Linked DNA regions of Gossypium hirsutum: region 1 is linked to region 2. Evidence: chromatin contacts called from public Hi-C data. All regions are on one chromosome and are shown on one strand. Each heading gives the region's core, a stretch centred on a gene start, on an enhancer-like site or on the middle of the called end of the contact. The rest is flanking DNA. Distances are from core to core; before and after follow the strand shown. Region 1 holds the start of LOC107888994 (vacuolar protein sorting-associated protein 28 homolog 1). Region 2 holds the start of LOC107888989 (G-type lectin S-receptor-like serine/threonine-protein kinase B120).

Region 1 (6,163 bases), core at 1,946-4,445, 150 kb before region 2:
ACCTAAATTGACGTTTTCCACTTCTTGAAAAATATCAAGGATGTTACTTGCTGCCTTAGACAAGAGTCTTATGCTAACATTACCTAAATTAACCTTTAATCTTTCTTGAAGAGGCACTAGCTAGTTTCTAGGATCTAATAAGCACACTAAGAAAGCACTCTAAAGCACGCTAAGGGCCAATTTGACATTTCTACTGCAATTGATAAGTGCTTTTGAAAAGCTTAGTTTGAAAAATATAATTTTAGAAAGTGCGTCGGGAAAAATGTTATGAAAAAGTGTGGTTTGTTAATTTAAGGTGTTTGACATTGTTTTCAAAAACTACGATGGGAAGTTAAAATGTCTAATTTACACATGATGTTAGAAATTAAAAAATAAATTAAATTAGATAATATTTAAATAATTTAATATAATTATACATAAAATGTATTTTTTAAATATTGTTTAATAATTAATAAATTATTTGTAAATTTAATTATACATGAAAAATTTTAAACTTTTAAATATAATAATTAATAATATTTAAATAAATTAACATAATTATATTTGTAAATAATATTCATATAATTTAATAAATGATACATAAAATATAAATTAATCCAAAATTTTAAATACATTTTAAATGGTTAATACAAATAATGGTATTTTGATAATTTGTACTTTAAAATGCAAAAGTCAAAAGCTAAAAATAGCTAAACCCCAGCTTTTGCATTTGGGTAAAAAACACTCTTTCACTGCACTTTCCACCCCAAAGCTAGGTGTTTGAGATTGTTTTTGGAGTGAAGCTTTTTTGCCTCCAACAACTAATAAGTGCTAAAAGTAACATGTTTAAACTCATTCTTAATACGTTTTTTTGGTGATTATCAGATGTTAATTGTGAATATTATACTCCTAATCCTTTAAGTTCATGTTTTAATGCTTAATAGAGCACTTGGGAGTAAAAGGAACAAAAAATGAGTGAAAATCGAAGCATCGAAGCAAGCTGTATGAGCCGGCCAAACCACACGGTCGTGTGACCCACACAGACGTGTGGTAGGTTATGCCGATTTCACGAAATTGCACACCAAACTACAAAAATCACTATTTTTAGGTTTTTCAAGCATTCTAATACATATATGTGACAAAAATAAGAAGACAGAAGTAAATCGTCATAGAATATTCAAGAAAATAACTCGAAAAATACCATTAAAGCTGACTTTGAAGCAGATTTCTGTCAAGATTGAAAGTTCCCAATTGATTTATTAGGGGATTATCATGAGTTTCTTTATTTATTTTGGTTATACTATATCTTGGATGTTTCTATTTTCAAGAATGAACTAGTTTTCTAAATATTTAGGTAGATGAACCCTATTATGGATTCTTTCGTTTGATTTTTATTTTACACAATAAATACTTAGTTTCTTGTTCTCAATTATGTGTTCTTAATTCTTTGTTTAATATTTTTAGAGTATTGATTCATATTTAATGTGCTTAATTTGGTGGTTGAATAGACACTGTTTAAGATTAGATCTTACATAATTGAGTGGAGTTGCATACAATCCTAGAAATAGGTTAACATAAATCTACCCGATTAAAGCCAAATCTAATAGGGGAATCCATAGCACGAGTTAATGCGCTAATAGAGGTTTTTAATTGGAAAGAAATTTCAATTAATCTACCTAGAGTCAGTTGCTCTTATACATGAAAGAGATATTAGCATAATTTAGGGATTTCTATAAATCATGGTACTAAGTAAAGAAATTTCGTAATTTAGATTTATGGTGATAGATGAAATCTAGGTTAATTCTTTCTTAGGTATTGTTTCGCTTCTTGGTTGTTAATCGATTATTTTCGTGTTTTGTTTTTTTTCATGTTCGTTAGTTAATAAAATTAGTTAATTTTAGTTTTTAATCAATCTCTCAATTATTCGATTAAATAATAGAAAGACAATAATTACTAGTACTTTTAGTATTCGTGAGAATGATATATTTGCTCACCATAGTTATACTATTAATTGATAAGTGCACCTGCCTTAGTCAAATTTTTAATTAGTTTCACGACACATCAACAACAAATCCTGAACACACTTTAAGACTAAAGCGTTGGGAGAATGTTAAAAGTCTTATTTACTTAAATCCCAAGTTACATACAAATGAGGAAGGGGTGCCTCTTATATATAAGTTAAGCCCATTTGATACTACAATTATGAATAATTGATCCATAACGTATCTTTAAAATATTCTACGTTAGCTTAGGCTACATTGTTTTAGAACTTTTAGGACAATTTACCTTATTTTAGGTTTTGGTCCTTTAGCTACCATTTGAACTCTTCTATGTTTCTAGAATCTTTTTGTATATCCTAGTGTCTTGGGATTATAATTTTAGTCTCGCAGTTTATATAGTGAATTCTTGATAGAAATTCTTTAAGGTATCGAAAAATAAAACAAAAGCAACTCAAAACAAAAGAGTAATGAAAGAACAGAAAATGCCACAAGAAAGAAACACACACATAATATTTGAATAAATGTTCTCAAAGTATCTCTATTACTTTGAAGGATTATAACTAAATAAAAACAAATAGTGAAATGCCTCTATTTATAATTAAACTCCTCCTAATCTAACGGTACATATTAGAGTCTATCTATAATTGAGATTCTTAAGGTATTGACTCAATTCTTTAATATTACAAAATCAAATCTTATTAGATTACATATATATTAACTTTCCTATTTACCATGGTAGCCCTGAATTTCTTTAAAGTGTTTTACTTAACTATAAAAATATTCTACAAATCATGTCAATTCAAATAGATTGAATAAATCCCATTTCATCAATTCACCTCTATTAAATATTCTTTATATGTTTGTTATGTACTTCAACTCGCAATATGTATACTAGAACTTTTGATACGCTTCAAAACTTTTTAGAATCCATATTCTCTAGACCATTTCAAACTTACTGCGCGTCAAGGGCCTCTTTAGACCCTTGGTGATAATCATTCACACCCTTGACGGCTTCCCTCCACACCTGATGGTCTTTGAAAACACTTATCTTAATGGCATCCTCTCTCACATAATATTCTCAAACAACACTGGAATTAAAGAACTATCTAAATTCTTGAAGCCTACGTTCAAATTTGAGTCAACATCAATCAAATCAAATAAAAAAATGGCACAAAGTAAAAGACTTTACACAATAATAGCAGGGAAGAGGGAAGTGTTTTACTTTTCAGGTCATTTCCCAACTGCTACACGTAGATGCCGTAAGCACCTAATAATAATATAATTCCACCCTCTATACCTACACGCAATCCCTTCCTTCTCTCTCTCTCTCTCTCTGCTGCAAAACAGCGCCACACCTCTGCACGACATTCGAAGCCGCGTTTCATTTCCTTTGTATTGTTGTATCGTAAGTCATCCCACCTTCCCTCAGGACCCCCAACCCCATTATTATTATTATTATTTATTTGTTTCTTTTTATCAATTTAATGAAAAGAAAGCAACCCTTTTTTTTTTCTTTTCTTTTTTCCTATAATTATTTGATCTGTGAAAACACAGAATTTTGTTAGGGCTATTATCTCGTTTTGGGATGAATTAAGGTAAGGAAAGTTTCTGGGGTTGTTTCACTTTTTGGTTCTTGATCATCTTTTTTCTATGCCCTTTTAGTGTTTTTATTGTTGTTTGCTTAGGGAAATCATATAGAAGTAAAAGTCTGATCTTTTTTTAGTTTTTGATGATGAAGATGTCATGAAGTTCATGTTTTCATTTCTGGGTATTTTTCTTTTTCTTAATGATTTTGATTTTGGTTGGATTTATGTGTTATGTATAGAAAAAAATAGAATCTTTATTAATGAAGAATGGATAGCAATCTAATTTCAGCGTTTTTTTTTTTGCAGTGAATAAAGTTTAGTTCTCTTTGCGCGTGTCCCGTTCTCTTCTCCAATCCTCCAAAACTTGAACTTAAAACCCCATTTTAGTTGATCCCAAAGTTGACCCCTTTTTTTGTTTCAGTATAGTAATATACCAAGCCTTTGCTTAAATGGAGGTTAAGCTATGGAACGACAAGCGCGAGAGAGAAATGTATGAGAATTTTGCAGAGCTGTATGCCATTATCAAGGCAACAGAGAAGCTTGAAAAAGCTTATGTGAGGGATATTATTTCATCATCTGAATATGAGACTGAATGCCAAAAGCTTATTGCCCATTTCAAGACCTTGGCTTCAACACTCAAAGATACGGTCCCTAGTATTGAACGTTTTGCAGATACATATAAAATGGACTGTCCGGCCGCTATAAATCGTTTGGTGACCTCTGGGGTGCCAGCCACGGTGGAGCACCGGGCCGCGGCAGCTGCCTCAGCGACTACCTCGGCTGCCATTGTGGCTGAATGTGTGCAGAATTTTATTACTGCCATGGATTCATTGAAACTCAACATGGTGGCTGTTGATCAAGTATATCCATTGTTGTCTGACCTCTCAGCATCACTCAATAAGCTTGGTATTTTGCCACCTGATTTCGAGGGGAAGATCAAAATGAGGGAATGGATTTCAAGGTTGGCTAAGATGGGGGCAGCGGATGAGTTAACAGAACAGCAAGCTAGGCAGCTCCATTTTGACTTGGAATCTTCATACAATTCATTTATGGCAGCTTTGCCTAATGCTGGTACTTGAAAGTAAAATCCAATATTTCCATATTTTTGTTTAGTGCTTCAATCTGGTGAGAACGGATGTTTTAAGTTGGTAAAACAGTGTATTCATTTTGAGAGTTCTTGGATTGTTTAAAGCTCAAGATGCTATTTGTGTGCTGCTGATTGTCGTTCTATGAGAAAGAATATATGCTTTAATTTGGTTTTGTAATATTAATATATTCATTCCCCTTGATTGTTGTTTTGTATATAAATTGTTTATCCAATATATAGCAGACAGTTTTGAAATCCAGGGTAATTCCATTCAAAGGCTGGCATTCATTTTCATTTACGAATGTCAAACTGTGCCATTTTCAATGTGGTCGAGTTAGTGGTCCTTGAGCCTTAACCAGTGCTTCTATGTCCAAGCCAGTGGCCACTGAGGTTCTGGTTCAACCTGCAGATGATCCAGTACCATAACATAGAATGCTTCAACTAGCTGCATTGGATCTTTCTTAACCTTCATGATTTTGGCTCTTTGAGGAACATGCGTGGCATTGTTGTACATTCTGGGACATAGTTGTTTCACGGTGTTTGCATTGTGGACAGTTTTGCTTTCTTCATTCTCAACATTTTCAAAGAATTTATTGAGATGAACAGTCTTATTTCCATCTTGCATGTTGATCAGGTATGGCTGTTCCTTTGTGTTTTTCTTTTAACTTGTGATCAATTCAGTCATGAATTGCTACTTTACCAAATACATATGAAGTTGATGAAGCTGCATATGAACTACTTTGATATAAAGTGTCACTTTTTTTACCTATTTGGAGTTGCTGGGAGACTTATGGCTTTGTCTCTCTCTTCACAAGCTGCTATTGACAGACTAGGAGGAAGCTAGGGATTATAACAAAAAAAAGCCAGGTTAATGTATTATTTGAGGTTTGAACTTGACAATGGTGGGCTTGAATTATTCACATATTCGGTCTTGAATTTATTTTATCCAAGTATGACTTTTTTATCCGATGGGACTTGAATTTTATTTTTATTGGATATTGCCAATGAAACCCTTTCAGTTAATTTCAGAACAGTCAATGAAACCCTTTGGATACCAAGATAGCTTGATTGACCCTGGTCATCCTTTCTGTATCCATCAACATCCATCACAACACTCTGTTTCCATCTCCAAGCTGCCAGTTTGTAATCCAACTGAGATTTAGACCTTGAAAATGCTTAAAATGGTCCATGTAAGATGGTACATTGCCAGTAGCTGATGTTTTTAATGGAGAAAACTGTTGGATGGTCCCCTCTCAGCATGTTGATAACTAGCTCCAAGGTTGTTGACACTGGTGCTTTCTTTTTCTATAACCGTCTTCTCCGAAGCAAAGATGTCGAGGAGGTGGTTGACCAATTATCGCATATTATCTATCACCATTAATTTTTAAAACGTAATGTACTATATATGCCAATCTTTTCATGTACTGCTAGGATCTGGTCCAAGTGACAGTTCTCACTGGGGCTGGATATTCGAGTAGATTTGGCATTTGAAAGGTGAAAGCTGAGGATTT
Region 2 (5,794 bases), core at 2,723-5,222:
GTCCTTTCTAATTATTAAATACCATTTCAACAATTTTTCCATGCCATTAACACAAAATTTTGATAATTTTTTACCCTGAACCCCAAACTTAAAATCCTGAACCTTAAATTTAAAATCTCGAACCCATAACCCTTGAACCCTTGAATCTTAAACCTTAAACTCATAACTCATAACCCTGAACCCTTGAATCCTAAACTAAAACCTTAAACTTATAACCCTAAACCCCAAATCAAAACCCTAAACCCATAACTACAAACCCCAAACTCTAAATAAAAACCCTAAACCCATAACCACAGACCTTAAAATCTAAACTTAAATATTAAACCCTAAATCTTAAATCTTGAATCGAAACCCTAAATCTTAGGTGTAACACCCCAAACCCGGCCTAGACATTATGGCCGTATCCAGAGATGTCACAAAGAAGGGTTTTAAAAACCTGCTTCGTTTTGTTAAATCATTCAAGTTTTGTAACTCTTATTCGTTTATAACCATTATCGAAAGTGTTGTTAAATTAGTTTAATTGTCAAAACATAAATTACAGCGGAAGTCATAAAAATGTCATATTTGAAAATCCCGTTCGTATTTTCAGAAAACCTTTGTTTTAGTGAAAAATCATGTTTTTAGCTACTTGTCTCAAATAAAGAGTTAAATCGAAAATCCCAAAACCCAAAATTAAACCAAACAATCCGGTGAGTCCAATTATTACAAAACTCCCAGAAATAAATCTTAAATTAAATGAAATTCAAAATCTTAAACGGTTATGAATTCGTGGTCACCGTGAGGCTCCGTCACACCAATCCGCCTAAGACCGTGGATTACCTGAACAGAACAGACAAACAAATATGAGTTTTCGTAAATTCAGTGTGTAATCCAACAGAATTAGACATACCATTCATACAGATATCGCATACACAATCAGATTCAAATTAAGATTTCGGACTTAAGTCCTTTATGGATACAGATAACAAAACCAGATATGCAAAACAGATATTCAGAATCCTATCCCCATCCTCTACACACCAACTCCGACCATCCTATCACACCATGTGGGTTTAAAAACATCCACCCATCCTTACACACCATATTGTGTCATTACGACACATATTAGATATTATGCAGCCAAGCTGCTAGAATATAAGCGATAGTCGTCATACAGAACACTTCCTCCACATATACAAATCTCATCCCAAACATATATACGGAAATATCATGCTTACATGCTCATATACAGATATCATGTATGTATTTAACAGAATAATCAGACATGCATAATAGTGTCATACTCAGAGCAGAATATCAGATTATCAGATCACATAACTTAGGGTTTGGTTAGCCCTTACCGACCCTACAGTAGGCCCACAGTTGATCGGAGCGACCCGTGCGACCCTAGGAAAAATTCTAGAATTATGGACCCACACGCCCGTCTAGCCCATACGCCCGTGTGGCCCACACGGCCTAGCCAAAAACCTACATGCCCAACTTTGTCTAGCCCGTGTGGCTCACACGGCCACACCTACACCGCCACACAGTCGTGTCTTGCGCACGGCCACACGGCTGTGTCTCGCACACGGCCAGGCACACACCCATGTGGTCTCGACAATGTGATTTTTTTGGCTTTCGCCGAAGCTCAATTTTCTGCGTTTTGGGAACACACCTGGTACGATTTCAATGCGAAAACACTCACGAGCCACTCAGCACCTAAAATTGACCAATAAACCACCGAATTAGTCACTTAAATCAATACTAAAACCAAAACCAAGGCTCTGTTCATTCCAACAAACAACCAAATCCTTACACTCTAACGAACCTTGAACTCGTAACTCATAACCCCGAACCATTGAATCCTAAATCAAAACCTTAAACCTATAACCACAAACCTTAAATCAAAACCATAAACCCATAATCGCAAACCCCAAACTCAAAACTTAAACCTTAAACCCTAAATTTTAAATTTCGAATCCAAACCTTAAATTTCAAGGCTCAAGGTTTAAGGTTCAAGGCTCAAGGTTTAAGGTTCATAATTCGAGTTCAAGGTTTGAGGTTCATGCTAAAATAATTACAAAAATTATATGCAAATGACATGGAAAAAATGGTACAAAAATTACTAATTTTTTTAAAAAAAATTTGGTTGCACAAAATAAAATATATTAACTTATGGAAAAAACAAAATGATTAAAATTTGTAAAAGAAGAAAAGATATTTGTTTATAATTTAAAAAATTAATTATTTTAAGTAATTTAATTAAAGTCTAATTAAGTTGAAAAGTATATTAAATATAGATAAGTGTATAATAATACTTTATTATTTTTAAAATTTAATTATGTAAAATTATTTTATTAGTGTCTAAAAACTATATTTTTTTTAATTTAATTCTATTATAATTAATTCCCTTCATAATATCATAAATGTGGATTTCTTGTTCAGTGTCGCAAAGACGTGTAATAGTGGTAGTCGAAGAGAGCCATAAAAGCCAAATACCTTCCTTTACAGTGAATAGCCGTAGTGTCAATCCAAGCATCAAAAGGAAGCTTGTCCACAATCCTCAGAACCTCGCTAGCACGGGCTTTAGTTTCAGTAATTCACATGATATGTACAATGGGGACAAAGTCATGGTGCTTGGCCCCTCTACAGTTCCATACTAGAATGGTCATTGGTTTCAGGTATGGGGGAATGCCTTGGTAGCGATCAAACCTCAGAGGGTCCTTGTCCGACTCCAACAGCATGAGGGGTAAAACCTCCTTCTTGTGGAAAATATGCGCTGCAGGGGGGCCTCACATGAAACCATTCCATTTAGTAAACAAAAATAACATTCTTTTTAGGAATTCAGTCCTTTTTATTATTCAAATTACAAAATTTAAGTCAAATAATTAACATTGTTAAAATCTTACTATTAAATCTGTTAGTATGACATTTTGAAATGAAACAAATACTCCCCTAATAGTCATATAACAAAAAAAAATGACATTAAATTAAATTTGAATTTAATTTCATCAATTAGTTTTACATTTTCAATTCAAAAATGTAAAAAGAAAAAATTCTTTAAAATAAAAATAAAAGGGTTAAATTTCAAATTTAACCCTCCACAATTTTCCTAACATTCATTCCATCCAACCTTATGACCAAAACTTCAAGCAACTAAAAGTGAGAATAATGCACATCTCAATTAGAACTATATGAAACCATACTTATTTTTTTAGCAATCTCATTATAGATTCTGATCATATTCGCTCTTTTTTGACACAGTGCTTAGAATTATCTATAGTCTCTCCCCAACTCATAAAGAGGATAATATGATTCAGCGCACTCAAAGTCACATCTTTCTACATTAATAATAATGTCAATACCAATTAAATTATAACTCAATTGACAAATCATACTTAAATCTACTGAATTAGTAAAACCTTATTTTATTTTTTACTTTTTTTTAATTAATATAAAAAATAACTATTTAATGTTAATATTTATAGTAATTTCTGAAGGAAGACCCAATGACCGAGGTTGACCAGATGGTTCATGCCATTGCAAGTAGTCCAAATCCAGGGCAGAAAAATGGCCCCCATAAGTAGTTGATGACGGCATGTGACAATAACCTTTGGTCAACTTTATTACCTTCATATTTAATAACTAATGCCCATTCATATTTCTCACGTGGTTGCTTTGGATTTTTACATTAGATGTTTATTTCATATTATGGACAGTTGCTCATTTGATTTGCAAAATTGTTATTATTTAAATAATAATTAAAAATATTTAATAATCAAAATTATAAATATTGTGAATTTGAATATTTAAAGATATATAACTTTTTCAAACTTAAATAATATTTAGATTTGAATATTTTAATTTAATTAAAATAATAAACAAGAATTTTAGAATTGCTAATCGCCTCCCCTAGTTTTAGTTAAAACGATGGATGGGTCCAAACTCCAAAAGGCCGTCCATTTTGTTCTTCCGCATCCCGCCAGCCGTCACCGCCGCTTCTTTTTTATGTTTCAATGGTCAAAAACATAAAAACCCAAAGTATATGTAAAAAGTACTTTCTGCAGGTTTTAGAGTCTAAATTGTCTTCTTAATCCGCAGACAAACAAGGCCACCGTTTTGAACCTTGTTTATGAATACCCCCACAAATATTCCTAACCTCTGCATTTCTCCTCATAGACTGTGATATGGAAACTAATATCAACAACCCAGTTTTTGTTTTACTTGTTTCATCCATTTTTCTTCTATGTTCTCTTGTTCGGATTTGTGATGGGGTTGATATAATCAGACAAGGCCAAACGGTAAGGGATGGTGACACGTTGATATCTGAAGCTGAGATTTTCGAACTGGGATTCTTCAGTCCTGAAAACTCCACACTTAGATTTCTTGGGATATGGTACAAGGTTGATGTGAAAGCAGTTGTTTGGGTTGCAAATCGAAACAATCCAATATCTGGCAATGATGGAGCTTTGAGGATTGGTGTTGATGGTAACTTGGTTGTGTTCGATGGTAATAACAGTTTAGTTTGGTCATCTAATGTTTCAAGGTTTTCATCGAACAACACGGCTGCAATTCTCCAGAATTCAGGGAATTTTGTGTTATCAAGCAATGAAAGCATTGGTGATACCCATGGAGTCCATTGGCAAAGCTTCAGTCATCCAACTGATACATTTCTGCCTGGAATGAGAGTACCGGTGAATTCAGCAATAGGTGAGTACCGTGCTTTCACAGCATGGAAATCAGCTAATGATCCATCACCAGGGAACTATACTGTGGGTGTTGATCCTCATGGAGGACCACAGATCATAATATGGGATCATATAAAAAGAAGGTGGAGAAGTGGTCAATGGAATTCAGTGATTTTCACAGGTGTTTCCAATATGAGTAACATTGCTAGTTTCTTATATGGATTCAAGCTTTCTCAGCCTGATGAAAATAGGACACAGTATTTCACATATAATCCTTCAAACCCTTCTGATTTGTTGAGATTTCGAGTAGGGTGGGATGGAAGGGAGCATCAGTTGAGATGGAATGAGGACGAGAAAAAATGGGAAGATCTACAATTACATCCTGACCCTACTAATAGATGTGAACTTTACAATCTTTGTGGGAAATATGCAACCTGTGACAACTCCAATTCTTTAAGTTGCAATTGTTTAAAAGGGTTTAGACCAAAGTTTCCGGATCAATGGAGTAGAGGGAACTGGTCAGGTGGATGTGAACGGAAGATCGAGTTGCAGTGCCAGAGGACCAATGGTACCGGTGAACCAGATGGATTTAAGGGATTGAAGTGCATCAAGTTACCCGATTTATCGAACTTGTTCCTGTCTGCAAGCAACTTAGATGCTTGCGGAAGAAGCTGCTTGGGAAATTGTTCGTGTAACGCATATGCATTTGTTTCCGGTATTGGATGCATGATGTGGACAGAAGATTTGGTTGATATTTCACATTTGGATCAAAGTGGAAGTTTAGAGTTCTTTTATCGTCTCCATCATTCTGAATTAGGTAAGCTAACTTCCTTTATGTTATTAGTAATTAGAAGCTAAATTTTCCTGCCTTGCAAGGCATCTACTAAATTTCATATGTTAGCAGGCTATGAATGGTTGAGTTCATTCTTTCATTTTAAGGTTTGAACATTAAAGTTCTGTTGCATTTGGCTGCATAAATCCGAGCCAAAATTGAATCTTGAAACAATACTTGTGTGATCTATTAACACCGTTTTTTTTTTCTTTTCATTTCAATCATAGATGGCAGGAGGAAGATATCTAAACTTGTTATAATTATAATTTCTCTGGTGGGGGCATGCAGCTTAATG

What was found. A called contact is a pair of places that touch in the nucleus more often than the background predicts.
Region 1: a Hi-C map of leaf shows a contact between it and region 2, with 2.9 times the contacts expected there. The contact joins the promoter of LOC107888994 here to the promoter of LOC107888989 in region 2. A contact is called at or near these places in 2 of 34 Hi-C or Micro-C datasets (leaf and petal).

The regions. Positions count from the first base shown.
Region 1 is chrA09:60,094,676-60,100,838 of Gossypium_hirsutum_v2.1, reverse strand. It overlaps LOC107888994 (vacuolar protein sorting-associated protein 28 homolog 1), which reads left to right and starts at 3,195. Exons shown (of 2, transcript XM_016813274.2): 1 at 3,195-3,384; 2 at 3,872-4,817. The coding sequence starts at 4,015. The coding sequence ends at 4,644.
Region 2 is chrA09:59,943,760-59,949,553 of Gossypium_hirsutum_v2.1, reverse strand. It overlaps LOC107888989 (G-type lectin S-receptor-like serine/threonine-protein kinase B120), which reads left to right and starts at 3,972. Exons shown (of 7, transcript XM_016813269.2): 1 at 3,972-5,484; 2 at 5,727-5,794. The coding sequence starts at 4,167.